2 separate regions of the Sus scrofa genome follow, and region 1 is linked to region 2. Evidence: chromatin contacts called from public HiChIP or PLAC-seq data. All regions are on one chromosome and are shown on one strand. The core of a region is the stretch at or near the end of the contact, and the rest is flanking DNA. Distances in the headings are between cores, read along the strand shown.

Region 1 (6,672 bases), core at 1,604-4,103, 390 kb after region 2:
GGGATCCCCCACTATCGCCAGGCTCTGCGACTAGAAATGAAAAGGAATGGATTTTCTCACTTTGACCCTGGTAAAGGAGGGAGATTTTTGATAACTGACAAAGAGCTTTTGTTCAGATTTGCGTCAGGATAAATCCACTCACCCCGCTGCCTGGCCCCTTGCTTCTTCCAACCTCATCTTCCCTTTCTGCCCCAGAAGACCCCCCCCCCCCCGCCACCGCCCTTTCTCCCCTGTGCATCGGGGCCACAGCCCTCAGTGCCTTTGGGTCTCCAGAGCCCTATCCCACCTCCACCCCCGCCTCTCAGTCTGGAAACAGCTTTGCAAGTTAACCTCCAGGGGCATTCACTGGGCTTCCAGCGGGGTCCCCAGCCCCACAGGCTGCCAAAATAGGCTCTTTACACTCCATAGATGGGAGAGAAAAATCTGCTTGTTCGGTTGCAACTGTCAAGCAAAGGACGTGCTGAGCTCAGATAGAAATAGCAGCAGGGTCAGGGCAGGGCAAGGCCCCAGCATTTCATTAGCTGAGCCCGCTAAGGGTGATTAAATGCACACAGTGGCCCATGAATGGGGCCATGGAGGGCAGCCACACAGCGCAGCACAGAAAAATCATTCTTTGGCCGCTGTCAGCTGGCTGAATGGGACTTAATTATTGGGATAATGAGAACTGATTTTCATTGTTTTAATTTTGGGGAAGGGGTGAGAAAGGAGGGACTTTTTTTCCCCCTCATCTGGCTGAAAGGATGCTAACTATGGCCTCCAGCAGGGCCCCACATCTTCCGGGCTGCTGTTACCTAAGCCTCCTGCATTTGCTGTGTTTTATGGATGCACTAAGAAAGGATGTTAGGCTTGTCTTCTATGTCGGTACTTCCTTTAGGCCATGTACCCCTGGCAGGATGTGTTCCCAGAAGAGCATGCCTGTGCTGGCATCTGACCCCAGCAGCTGTACCGAAGCAACACAGACAGAATCCACTGGACAGATCTGTCTGTTCTCAGCCGCTTCCAAGTGCTTCCAGGTCATGAGTGAATCCCATCTTGTTCCTTTTTGTTTGTTTGTTTTTAATACAAGATCTAGAGAATTTAAACAATCTGCTGAGGTCAAACACAGGGGAAGAATTCTGAGTTCCCTGTGCTTATTTTGAGGCTTGAGGCCCAGGGGGTCCCTTACAGTCCAGGGTAGGGCTCATCAGAACTATAACGGCCAGAAATCCTTGACCATTGAGATAAGCTCTGACCCCATGAGCTATGAGTCATTAATCCATCTCCCTCTTGTTCAATGTAATTCACCCGCCACCCTCCCAAGATCTTGCTCTTCATATAGAAATAAGAAAGTTATTTATTTTCCAGCTTGATCACTCTTTTCTCTAAATGACATGTATGATTAGCCATGTGGTCAAACAGTGAATATTTGCAAACTTAGGTTCTAGGTGGAAATACATGATCCATCCTCCCAAGAAAGTCAGCAGGGAAGACCCAAAATGTTTAGAGAAACACACAGCCCCTAACCAGGGGAAGGAGCAGAGAGTGGTTTAGGAGCAGGGAAGGAAGCTTTATGAAGCTGATGGAGGGTTGCTGGGATTCCAAGTTAGACAGAATTTTAACCAAGAGCGAAGGGTGGAGTTAGATGGTGTGTTTGAGAGAAGGAGACAGACGTTGGAATGAAGAATCCATGTGAGGCAAGAGATTTAAGATTTTGTAGGGGTTCTTGCTATGGCAGCGGGATCAGTGGCATCTCTGCAGCAGGATGCAGATTCGATACCTGGTCTGGCACGGTCGGTTAAAGGATCCATTGTTGTCTCAGTTGTGGCATAGGTGGCAACAGTAGATGGGTGGGATCTGATCTCTGGCCCAGGAACTCCACATGCCGCAAGGCAGCCAAAAAAAACAAAACAAAAAAAAAAGGATTTGGTAGAGTAGGGCCAGATGATGAGAATTGTAAAAAATCAGAGTGTGCTTTTGTTTTTCTTCCTAGCTCCATCTTTGACCATAAAAAGTGATTGTTGTTACTTTTGTTTAGTTTTTATTTTCATTCCCCTTCTCTCCCCCGCCACCCCACCCCACCCCCCCGCCCTCCCGGCCTCCCCACTTTAAAGAAAAGAGCAGAAAGCACAAGGCTGTGGCCTCCTTTGTGGAGCACAGAGAAGGAGACTCTCTTTGATGTTTCAGGGGTTTTAGGTTTGAGTTCCAGACGGATGCTGTTGCCTGCTCAGGGACTGTGGGCCTATATTCCCCCTAAAAATCCTTATCCTGCCCCATTCTGTTTAGCCTCTTCTTTTCTTAAAGACTGGACTGGATGTAGGCCAAAATCTCCCCGTATTGATATGTCGCTTTATGGTTTTTCAAGCATGTATCACAATTCCCATTTCGTAGATGAGGCAATTGAGCATGTTAAGGGAGTTGGCTACTGAGTGATCTAGCTGGGACTTCGACCCTGGTCTTCTGATTCCCATTCTAGGCTCTTTCATTAGACCAGACAGCCTCTCGGGTAATTAGAACAAAGTGACACAGTGCACAATTAATTCAAAGAAGAGACTAACTCCATTTGAAATGTCAAAGAGACTTGGGACAAGATAGGTGAGAATTTCAAAGGTGTTTTGTGGCATTGGCCCCAGGGACATCTAGACACCCTGCCAGCTGTGCATGAGAGACACAAATCTCAAAATCAATTTAACTAACCTTCATTTATCTTGGAAACACAAAAATATAGACGAGAACTTGGCTGGAATGAAGAGCTTCACACCAAGCCTGCCTCCCTGCTCCTCTTGTAGAAAGTTTCATGAGCCCCAGTGTGGAAGACCTCACTGTTTTGTTTGACTCTTGAAGGCCACCTCCGCAGACTTGCTGCCAGGAGAAGGTTCATACTGACTCAGAAGCGAGAGGGCCACCGACTGAATCACCACCACTTACTACAGTCTTTTGCTCTGTGTTCCTTGGAAACCTCTTGCCTCAGTTTGGGTTTGACCCAACCCACTTAGGAGGAGAGAGAACAATTTTACAGCCCCGCATGGAGTGACTCCAAGCCAGTCGTATCTATTTCCAAGTGATCTGACGCAGCAAGTCGATCATATTTCCTTTGGAGGCTTGGCTGAGGACAGTTGGGTTGGCGACATGGAACCAGAGTGAATAAAATACAGCTGTCAAGAAAAAAAGCTGCAATGCTCCCTAAGGAGGGAGGACGCATGGAATGCTCAGGCCAGGGGTGGGGTGCTTTCTGGGGAGACTGAAAACAGAAAAGAGGACAAGGTGACCATGTGTGAAATTCAAAGGAATCAACAGTGATTTGAGAAAGCCGGGCAGATTGGCACATGCCCAGGACCTTTCTGAGAGCAGGCACTGAGCCTACATAAATTCAGAAAATCTACCTCTTATTTTTATTCTTACCTTTAATCAGATTTTTTACTGTAATTGTTATGCTTCATTCCCTCCACTTCCCCCCCTACCGCCCCCACCAAAAGAACCAGGATCTTTGAAGACATTTGCCAAAAACCAACAGACCCCTGTGTTAGATTATTCTGGTCATAGGGAAAAACTACTTGGGAGTTCCAAACAAGTACTCTAGTTGCTTGGACGGAAATGGTGTTCCAAGAATGGGATGGAGGAATAACAGAGAAGATAGGAGTTGGTTCTTCCCTGTGAAGGGATGAGCTGAGCCCTAGAACCAATTTACAAGCCAGGGACACTTCCGTTCTTGTGGATACAGGCAAATCTTTGAGCACCAGTTTCCACCGGGAACATATCTGCTTCATTGTTCTCTGCTTTGATTGTGCAAAAATCTGTTCAAAGACCTAGTGACAAAATTAGGCTCTGTGAAGCTGTTCCTTGAGCAGGAGGAGGTGTGTACCTCTGGCTGTCCATTTGGCAATGGACGCCTTCACACTGCTTCTTTCCATCAAATATTTTGGCCACTAGAGTTGTTTTAGCAGGAAACAGTCTACAAAGGACAACAAGCACTTCCCTTTTCTTCATCCTCTTCGCAGTCAATTCAACTGGCAGGTTTCAGGCACCCACTGTGTGCCAGGCTTTTTTTTTTTTTTTTTTCCGAATGGAAGACCGCCTTTGCCCTCCATGCCTTAGAAATTTAGCAAGAGAGAGAGAGTCAAATATTACAAGTACCTGGGGCAGAAACAGGGTGAGAAGCCACAGAAACTCAGGGGACAGAGCCATGGTAAAGATGCTTCACCAAAGGCAGCCGTGAGAAAGGGGAGAGGGACAAATGCGTGAAGAGAACACACTGACTGCACAGACCTTTATTTGCCAGGAACAAGGGGCTGGGGATTCAGAGATGAATAGGATGCAGAGCATAGGGTGGAGGGGAGCCAGGAGGGAGGGGGTGGTGGAAGAGGAGCTGAGAAGAGATTGGACCAGATTGGCAAGGGCCTTGCCTGCCAAGCTGAGGAGTTTGCACTTTGTCCTCTAGGTATTCAGGAGCCTTTGAAGGTCTTCATGTGGGGGGTGGCAGAGATATCCACGCCACCCCTTATTTCCCACCCCAGCCCCTGCTTCATTCCTCTTGGAGTACTTCTTACAACAAAGACGTATTTTATTCACTGGTCTGTTTTGTGCTTTTGTTCCCATCTGGCTCCCCAGCTGGGATATGAGCTCCATGAAGAGAGGGACCCTACTGGCCCTGTTTACTGTGGTATGCCCAGTTCCGGGCACAAAGCAAGCCCTCGGCAAAGAGTCTGGGTGTAGACACTCGTCTCCCATTTGAAACGTGGAGGGCGATCCAAGGCTGGAAGAGCCCATAAGAGGGATTGAAGGTGCAGAGCGAGGCTAGGAGCCTGAGCTGGCGCAACGGTGGCACAGATGGAAGGGATAGGGAGGGGTCAGAGGTGACTTTAAGGTTTCCACTGGGATGTCTGAGTGGCCGGTGAGATCATTGACGGAGGGGGAAAGGATGGGGGAGGGACACCAGGAGGCCCTTGTCATGGGAAGCGGGAGAGCGTGGCTAATGAGATCCGTTTTGGACATGTGTGATTTGAGACAACTGTAGAATGTTCAGCATCTCCAACTGGAGAGATTCTGCAAACAGTTGGCAGTATATGCGGGCAATTCGGGAGATGGCTTCGGGCTCAGGTCGCAGGTTTCCAGTGGTAAAGGAAGCTGGCCGAGAGGAAGGGCATGCAAAGAGAGCAGAGTTTGAAGAGGGGACCAGAAGCCCAAACCTGGAGGAAACATACTTGAATGGGAAGGTGGGAAAGAAGAGGAGACAGAAGGCAAGGTCTGAGGGCTAGAAGGAGGAGGGAGGAGGGACTTCTGGCCACGATGGAGGAAGATGGGTCCACCTAGGACAAAGCAAAGGAAATAGGAGCTGCCACCTTGGGGGACTCACTCTGCCCATTTCGTACCATGTTAATGATGAAAGAGGGGGCGGTTCTTAGCCATCCTGGGCCCCTGAGAAGAACAGAAATACCTGTGTATAGTCTATCAGTATGTCCTCATTCTGACAGACCCTGAGGCTAGGGCCAGATTTAGGCTGCATGGTGGATGTCCTCAACTTGGAAACATTTTGGGGGGCCAGCTCCAACTCCAACATCCTGCCTCACCTCACCTCTACCAAGAACGGCTCAGGGGCCCTAGACGGCTGATAACAAAAGGCCCCCACTTTGGGGTCCAGTTCAGGATCTAGCAGGTGATTGCGGAGAGCAGCTGGTTCCAGTTTGCTTAGGGATGATTTCCTCTGGGAGCTGGTTCACGTGTTCGACCTCGGCCTCCCATCTGTGTCACCTCCTTCTCTCAGCATCCCCCCCCACCCCCCATCACATCCCCCCTGATTTCTCCAGACCCTCGCACTGCCGGCCTTCCAGCTACGTGTCCTGCTTTCCAGTTCCCGCCTGCTCAGACAGGCCAGGGACGGCCACACTGGCTTTGTTCCTGAAAATGTTAAGGAAAAGAAATGAAAACTTGAAGAGAAGGCCAGGACACAAAGCAGATGGATGCGGAGATGCTCTGGCTCCAGGGAGGAGCATAGGGGTCCAGGGGTCCCACTCCCTCAGAGTCCTAGAGCACAAGGGAGGTTTCTGTGAGCCTCGGGTCAGGATGAGACAGGCAGCCCTGATCGAAGCCTGAGAGTGGATCACTCTGTTGGAGCTGGTTCCTGGCTGGCCCTGCTCCCCTCAGTGCCTGGTACCCACCTCTTCCCCTCTCTCTGGTGTATTGAGGTCCCTCCCAGTCTGGAAAGTCTCTGAACGAGCATCTGCAAGTTATGAGTCTGTACGCTCTTTACCTGGACATCTTTCCTCCAGATTAAGAACAGGCTAGGCTGGGAGCCTGCTGGGACCTCTCACATGGAGCACACGCCCATCATTCCCCTCTTGGTCTCCCCCAGAGCTCCATTGCCTTTGCCAGACGGTCAGGCCCTTTTTATGAATGGAGTCATTTAGTTTTTGTGGTTGACCAGAGCTTTCCTGGAAGAGGCTGCTTGGGGAAAGAGGACTCACAGACCTAAGAGTCCAAAGCAAGATTCTGGTAGAGGACCTCGCAACACACACACACACACCCACGAAGGGATCCTGCCTTAGAGGTCTCAACAGTTTCCTCTTAGGTAGGGAGGCAGTAGGAGGAAAGGGAGCCTTCTAAAGTTAGCACATATTCTCATAGTCTATCCATTCAACCATCCATCCATCCATCCATCCATCCAACTATATCGCTCTATCTCTATCTCTACCCCCTTCC
Region 2 (6,420 bases), core at 1,259-3,758:
GCCATGTTGATTGCTTCTTTAAATAAAACAGTAAACAGGTGGCGTGTTTGTTTTTAGAACTTCAGTCTCATTACTGATCCACCAGGGAGGTTCTTTTTTGGAGACAGAAAGACCAAATAAATAAAACTAAACAAGTGTACACACTTGCATGGGCTAACAGTGGCAACATCTCCTAGGTGAAGGGGGAAGGTGAGAGACCATGATATGCCAACATGCGCATGGTGCGGCTAATAGTAGAGGTTGGATGGGGATATATTTGGCTACGATCTCTGTAAGAGACAGAATGCTCTTCTCCATTAGGGAGTTGGGTTATTTTTGTTGTTCTTTTTGCACTGTTGTAAATAGAGAATGAGAACTCTTAGTAATATATGTTGCCAAAGCCTGCCTGCCTTGGAGGTTGCACAGTCAGGGAAATACAGAGATGGTGTCTGGGAGGATCCCTCCACCCAATAAATCTTTATAAATTTCTTCTTATGCTCCAGGTACTGAAAAGATTGTAAATAAGACTTGGAAACAAGTTCCTGCCCTCATGGAAGTGAGTTGTTACAAATAGGTGATATGTTTCAAATTGTGGTAAGTGTTAAGGCAAGGTAATAGGTAGAGGGAATGGAATAAGCCTTAACAAATGCCTACATCTGTGACTTTCTTATCAAAAGCTCAGAGGTTTTAAGGTTTTACTCTGAGAAAAGGACATTCGGTTTATAGGCTTATTTAGTTTGATAGAAAAGTGTCTGGCTTAGTTATTTGCCAAAGAAAGAAAATATAAATTAGTTCCTGAGAAGGCAGTCTATTTATCTGCTGTTTGAAAAATAAATTTGGCCTGGGACATTATGGGGAGCCTGGCGTGGCCTGATAATAGGACAAAGTTTATTTCTAGTTTAGTCATGATCTTCTGTATCCTTTGTCTTTTCTGGAGGACTTCTGGCTCTAGCTTTTTCAACCATTAAGTGGCAGTATTAATAAAAATAATTGTATGAGTTCTGGAAAGATTGGCTACTATCTGAATAATTAGCACATGTTTTATAAAGTTGTGAGCCAAAGGAAACATGAAGCATTTTTCATTAAAATTGAGCCAGTCATTTAACTTCTCTGGGTCTTAGTTTCTCCAGTGTTGAAACCAGGTAGTTACAGTATCATCGAGAATGTTAGGAAAAATAGCCTCTTTCAAAAGAGGGCTGATGGAAATGGGAACTGGGATAACCTCTCTGGAGAACCAATTTGCAGGATAATTTCAAGTTCTTAAGATCCGCTAACCTTTTTGCCCCAAGGAACAGAATTCAAACAAGGGTTCCCAGGTGCTTGTTTAAGAATGTTTATCATCCTCTTTATCATGGCAAAGACAGTAAGCAGATGTCCAACAATTAGAATTTGGTTCAATTATGGTGCATTCCCTGTGAAATTCCATGTAGCTTCTAAAGACGATGATGATGAATAGATATTAATGGAATTGTAAAGAGGTTCACAGTGTACGGCATTTGTGGTAATCTGCCTCTTCACTTTGGCCTACTGCAATCAAGGGTAGTAATTATGGTCACTTAAAAAAAAAAAAAAAAAACTAGCAATAGTGGCAGATAATTATCAGGCACTCTGGTATCGTAGGAACTAGGCTAAGCTTTATTCCTATATTATCTCACTGAAGTTTCGTGTTAACCCTATTGAGGAAGAATGATTGGAAACCTCCTTTTGCAGATGGAGGAAACCAAGGTGCAGAGGAATAAAGTACCTTGTCCAGGACCTTAAATTCAGAGGTGGCCAAATCAGAATTGTAACCTAGTCATTTGACTCCAGTGCCTACATTCAGAAACCGTGGGCTGGGTTGCCTCTCTGTAACGTATCTTTAGGTCCTGGATAGGGTAGCTATTACAGTATATTGTGGAAGCTCCCCGACATCCTCTCCTGTAACTGCACCCTTATTTGAGGGTACTCTGGCCTGGGTATATGGCAGAGGAAGGAGTGGTCCACTCTTCAACACAGAGGTCAGCAAACTATGACTAGGGGGCCAAAGCGGCCTGCTGCCTGTTTTTGTAAATCACGTGTTACTTGAATCCAGCCACGCTTATTCATTTAGGTCTATGGCTGTTTTTTTGCACCGCAAGAGCAGAAATAAAGGTTTCAACAGAGACCATATGGCCATGTGAATTATCTTTACAGAGAACGTTTGCTGATAGAGATCGGGAAGGATGTGTGCCCTCTTGCAGTGACCATTTTTCTTTCCTTAAAGAGACTAACTTAGAAAACAAAACAAACCAGTGTTAGGGTTACTATCCTGCACAGGCCCCAGGGATATAGGCAGTTGCCGCAGGGTTTTCCGAGGCGGTGAACAAGAGCAGTCCAGTCTATTTCAGGACAACTGAGGGCTCTCTGTGCACTGCTGAGTGGCATTCTCTAGCTTCGTTGCCTTGAAACCCAGCCCCTTGCCTTTCTGAGATGGAATGTGTATTCACAACTGAGGCCCTCCATTAGTCATGGTGCATTTCCTGGGCCCTGGAGACAGGGGCATGACATCACCAAGGGCCAATGAGAAAGGATCCTCTGTCGTGCAAGCCCTGGACCTTCTTTAGAGGTCTGTATAGTGTGTGTTCTGTTCCTAGCCCTTAGGCTGTGATTTGAGACTGCTTTCCTCATCCAGCCATATTCAGGGCACAAAAGTCTAGCTTCCAAACTCAAGAGGCCAGGACAAGTTTGCAGAGCTGGAGGCAGATTCCCATTTGGTGTTTTTTTCCAGGGCTCAGGTTTTTATTCCCACAGTTTTCCACTCTTAATGACGTTGTTACTTCATGTGGTAAAGGGAGCGTGGTGAAAGAGGCAGTCTGCCTTAGATAAAAGACACTTGGTAGTTAGAATTTCTGGATAAGTAGAGGTTGGTAACATAACGAAATCAGAAGCATATTTTGCCATTTTGTTACACTGCTTTTGTGCGCAGCTTAACATCATAAAACAACATCTTTAACAGCAATGGCTCCTAGCAAAATTAGTGTGGCTTAGAATAGGGCAATTACCAAAAGAATTGTACTGAGGGGATTAGTCATTCATTAAATCTTTTATCTTCAGGAAGAAAAGAAACTTTTTTTTTTTTAAGTTCTCTTTTCTTAGAATTTAAGCATTTTAGATATACCCTGTGCCAGAATCCCAGCTTCCTAATTTATATATTGATTTATTTGTGAAAATGATTGGTGGACTTTAGGCTCAGGGAGAACTGTTAATTCTGTGTACCAGAAAGTTTATTGAAAGACTTGCTTTCTAACTAGTAATCGCTCAATCTCTTGCTAACAAGCCATAATTGTAAAATGCCCCCTTTAAAAATTATGCAAGGAAACAGGCTTCAGGGCTTAATGTGAGATTACACTGGACAGACCTTCATAGTTTAGTTCAGGAATTCCCACACTTGTGTTTTCCAATCTTCAGAGGCAATCTTTGGCTGAATGAGAATGACTCCTTTAGTATTTTTTCATGTTTTTAAAATTAAAAATTAGACTTTTTAATGAAGTCTAAGAGAATTGATGAGGTGGCCGTTTTTGTTAGTATGTTAGCTCTGGCTGCCCTAAACCTCGGAGGAGGCCACTCCTACAGCTTAAAAAAAAAAAAAAAAAAAAAAACCTTGTTGTTTCTGCAAATATGAAGATGATGATTATTTTTTAATTATAGAGGTTTTTATTTTAAAAATCACTTGAAAGTATATGAATGTAGTCCTACTTCCTGAAAAGAAATGTACCAGTAATTAAGGGAATTTCCTCTAGAACTGTGGAATATACTGTAAGAGAGGGTATTTTTAGTACTTGAGAGATCCTTCCTCAAAGATCTCTCTGCAGTTTAAAACATTAATTATTAAATTTTCTAAATGTCTCTGGTATTTTTTGTGTTTTGTTTTTGTTTTTGGCCACACCTGTGGCATGAAAGAAGTTCCAGGCCAAGGATCAAACGCTTGGATCGAGTCACCACAGTAACAATGCTGGATCCTTAACCGCTGAGCCACAGAAGAACTCCTGGTATTTTGTTTTGTTTTGTTTTAGGGTCGCAGGTGGGGCATATGGAGGCTCCCAGGCTAGGGGCCTAACCCTAACCCAGATCCAAGCTGTGTCCGTGACCTACATTGCAGGTCATGGCAACACCAGATCCTTAACCCACTGAACAAGGCCAGGGATGGAACCTGCATCCTCATGGATACTAGTTGGGTTCATTTCTGCTGAGCCACAACGGGAACTCCTCCTGGTATTTTTAAATAGTATATATATTAGCTTTTATAGGTGAAGAAACTGAGGTACAGAAAGATTGACAAGATTCTACCTTGTGTCATTCCTAGAAGCGGATAGTGAATGTATAAATTGTTCTTATCAGGAGGACAGTCCTCTGTGTCTTTACATAAAATTGTCCTTATTTTCTTTTGAGAGCATCAAGCTTTGCCTCAATCACAAATTTTTTTTTTTTTTTTTTTCCCACAACCCCTTTGACTGGGACAAAGAGCAGGCTAGCCCAGGCAGTCTGGAGCAAGCCTGGGAAGGAAGGGACCAGGTCCCACAAGGGCAGTGGTGTGGGCCTGGCTCTGGGAGCCCTCCTACGGCCTTAGACTTGGCGGAGGACTTCGTTCTCCTCAGCCCCGTCCCCCAATTTCTCACACCTGAACTAGTATTTTGCCACCTCTCGGAGGGTTGTCGTGAGCACTGATGCATTTAATGTCAAAAAAAATGCTTTGAGCCTTTTGGGGGGACAAAAAAGTACACAGTTAGCATTGGCCGCAATACCGGTCCCAAGCTCCTTGAGTGGGCAGGAGGCACCCTTGGATCAGGTTAACCAGATCCTCGTTTTGGTGAAGACAGACTCTGGGATGAGCTCTGCTGCCACCTTGAGAGTCCACATCTGGTTTGAAATGCTGAAAGCCAGATGATCCCTAAATGGCTCCCCGGTAACATCTCTTCTCTGCTCCTGTTTCCTGCTAATTTGGGGAGCGGCAGATGCCTGCCTCTGATTCCCTCCCAGAGCAGCGGCATGCCGTGCTGATCATCTCATGAAGCCCTCACCCTTTCTTGCAGAAGAAAGCTCTGAAAGGCTAGTCCAGAATAGGATAGTGAGAAGTCCTGAGGGAGAGTCAGACTGGTTTATGAGAAGGTAGGGATGAGTCATGTCACTCCGTAAAGGGATTGGCATCAATTTATGACACAAAACCAAACACTGAGGGAAGAATGCCTTTCGTCTCATTAAGGAACCCAGACAAAAATCCCACTTAATCCATCTTGCTTTTCCTTTTCCTCTAACTCAGCTGGTGTGCAGGTGTAGGGCAGCTTGGCAGAAGCTTTGAACATTTGGAAAAGGGAGTCATTACTGAAAGTCACTGACACACACTTCCCTCGGAATGCGGCTGATGTCATGGAAAACTGGGACCTTAGCAATAACCCCTGACAACCAGAGCTACAGTAAACAGTAAATGTTACCTCCACCAAGGCACTGGTTTTTAAAGAGTTTTAACAGGCTAGGGTTTGCCAGCCACAACTCATAAAAATGTTCTTATAATTTCACCCTACTCTCTAAAAGCACTGGACCACTGCCGAGGTTTCTCTGCCACACAGGTACCCAAAGCCAAATTCACGTCAGTTTCAAGGTTCACTATTCAGAATTTATGGCACTACTTTTCCAGTCCTCCGCATGCCCCCTGCCATGCTCACAGGGTTAGGCCTGGGAGAGTGACTACTTCTTCAAAGAAGTCTCTTGTCTTAACGGAGTGGCCCCCATTGCTGGTGATGAGGTGAATCTCTGTGCTGGGTTTTGCCTCATGTTTTATTAGCCTAGCAGTTAACCCGGTCTAGTTAATGTGTAGCCCTTGATCAATCGGTTATATTCCAACCCATTGGAAACAGTTGGGCAAAGGGACATCCTGTAGGTCAGGCACTGACCGAGGTGTGCAGAAGAAAACAAAGCAGCATGTGCTGTCATACCGAGCTGCCAAGAATGGTTGCTGTCGGCAGTTTAAGGAAGGAAAAGAAGACGGACACCAAGAGATCAGGAGGAATTTTCTCCCACGACCAGCTTTCTTTTAGGAGAAGGGGTTGGAAGAATATTACTGTGTAAACCAAACCCAGAATGGCTTTTTTCCTTTTTTTTCTTCATTTTTTAAAAAGTTTTATTGAAGTATATTTGATTTACAGTGTTAATTTCTGCTGTACAAGAAAATGATCCAGTTGTACACAACGTCCATTCGTTTTCAGATTCTTTTCCCACATAGATTATCACAGAATGTTGGGTAGAGTCCTCTGTGCTATACGGCAGGTCCGCGTTGGCCAGTCATTAGCATGGCTTCTTTAGAGCTGTCCACCCAGTGGGACATTGACAAAGTAACCATATAGCTTATTGTCCAAACTGGATTCTTCAGAGAGTGAAGAGGCTCTACTAATAATTACTCTGAGACAATAGGAATAAACCTGGTCTGTC

The links. HiChIP or PLAC-seq counts read pairs in DNA pulled down with a chosen protein or histone mark.
Region 1: a contact with region 2 is called in an H3K27ac HiChIP or PLAC-seq map of skeletal muscle. The contact joins two enhancer-like sites. A contact is called at or near these places in 1 of 47 Hi-C or Micro-C datasets (embryonic fibroblasts) and 1 of 2 datasets of contacts at active chromatin or transcription factors (skeletal muscle).

What each region holds. Positions count from the first base shown.
Region 1 is chr7:92,236,573-92,243,244 of Sscrofa11.1, forward strand. The region is part of intron 11 of RAD51B (DNA repair protein RAD51 homolog 2); the gene reads left to right. Among named protein-coding and RNA genes, the nearest start is that of ZFP36L1, 260 kb to the right of the region's middle. Within about 2 kb of position 2,854, at least 18 of the 83 cell types and tissues checked have an H3K27ac peak or open chromatin away from gene starts, as enhancers often do. A contact at or near this core is called in skeletal muscle, where this site is marked.
Region 2 is chr7:91,847,978-91,854,397 of Sscrofa11.1, forward strand. The region is part of intron 8 of RAD51B (DNA repair protein RAD51 homolog 2); the gene reads left to right. Among named protein-coding and RNA genes, the nearest start is that of RAD51B, 260 kb to the left of the region's middle. Within about 2 kb of position 2,509, at least 34 of the 83 cell types and tissues checked have an H3K27ac peak or open chromatin away from gene starts, as enhancers often do. A contact at or near this core is called in skeletal muscle, where this site is marked.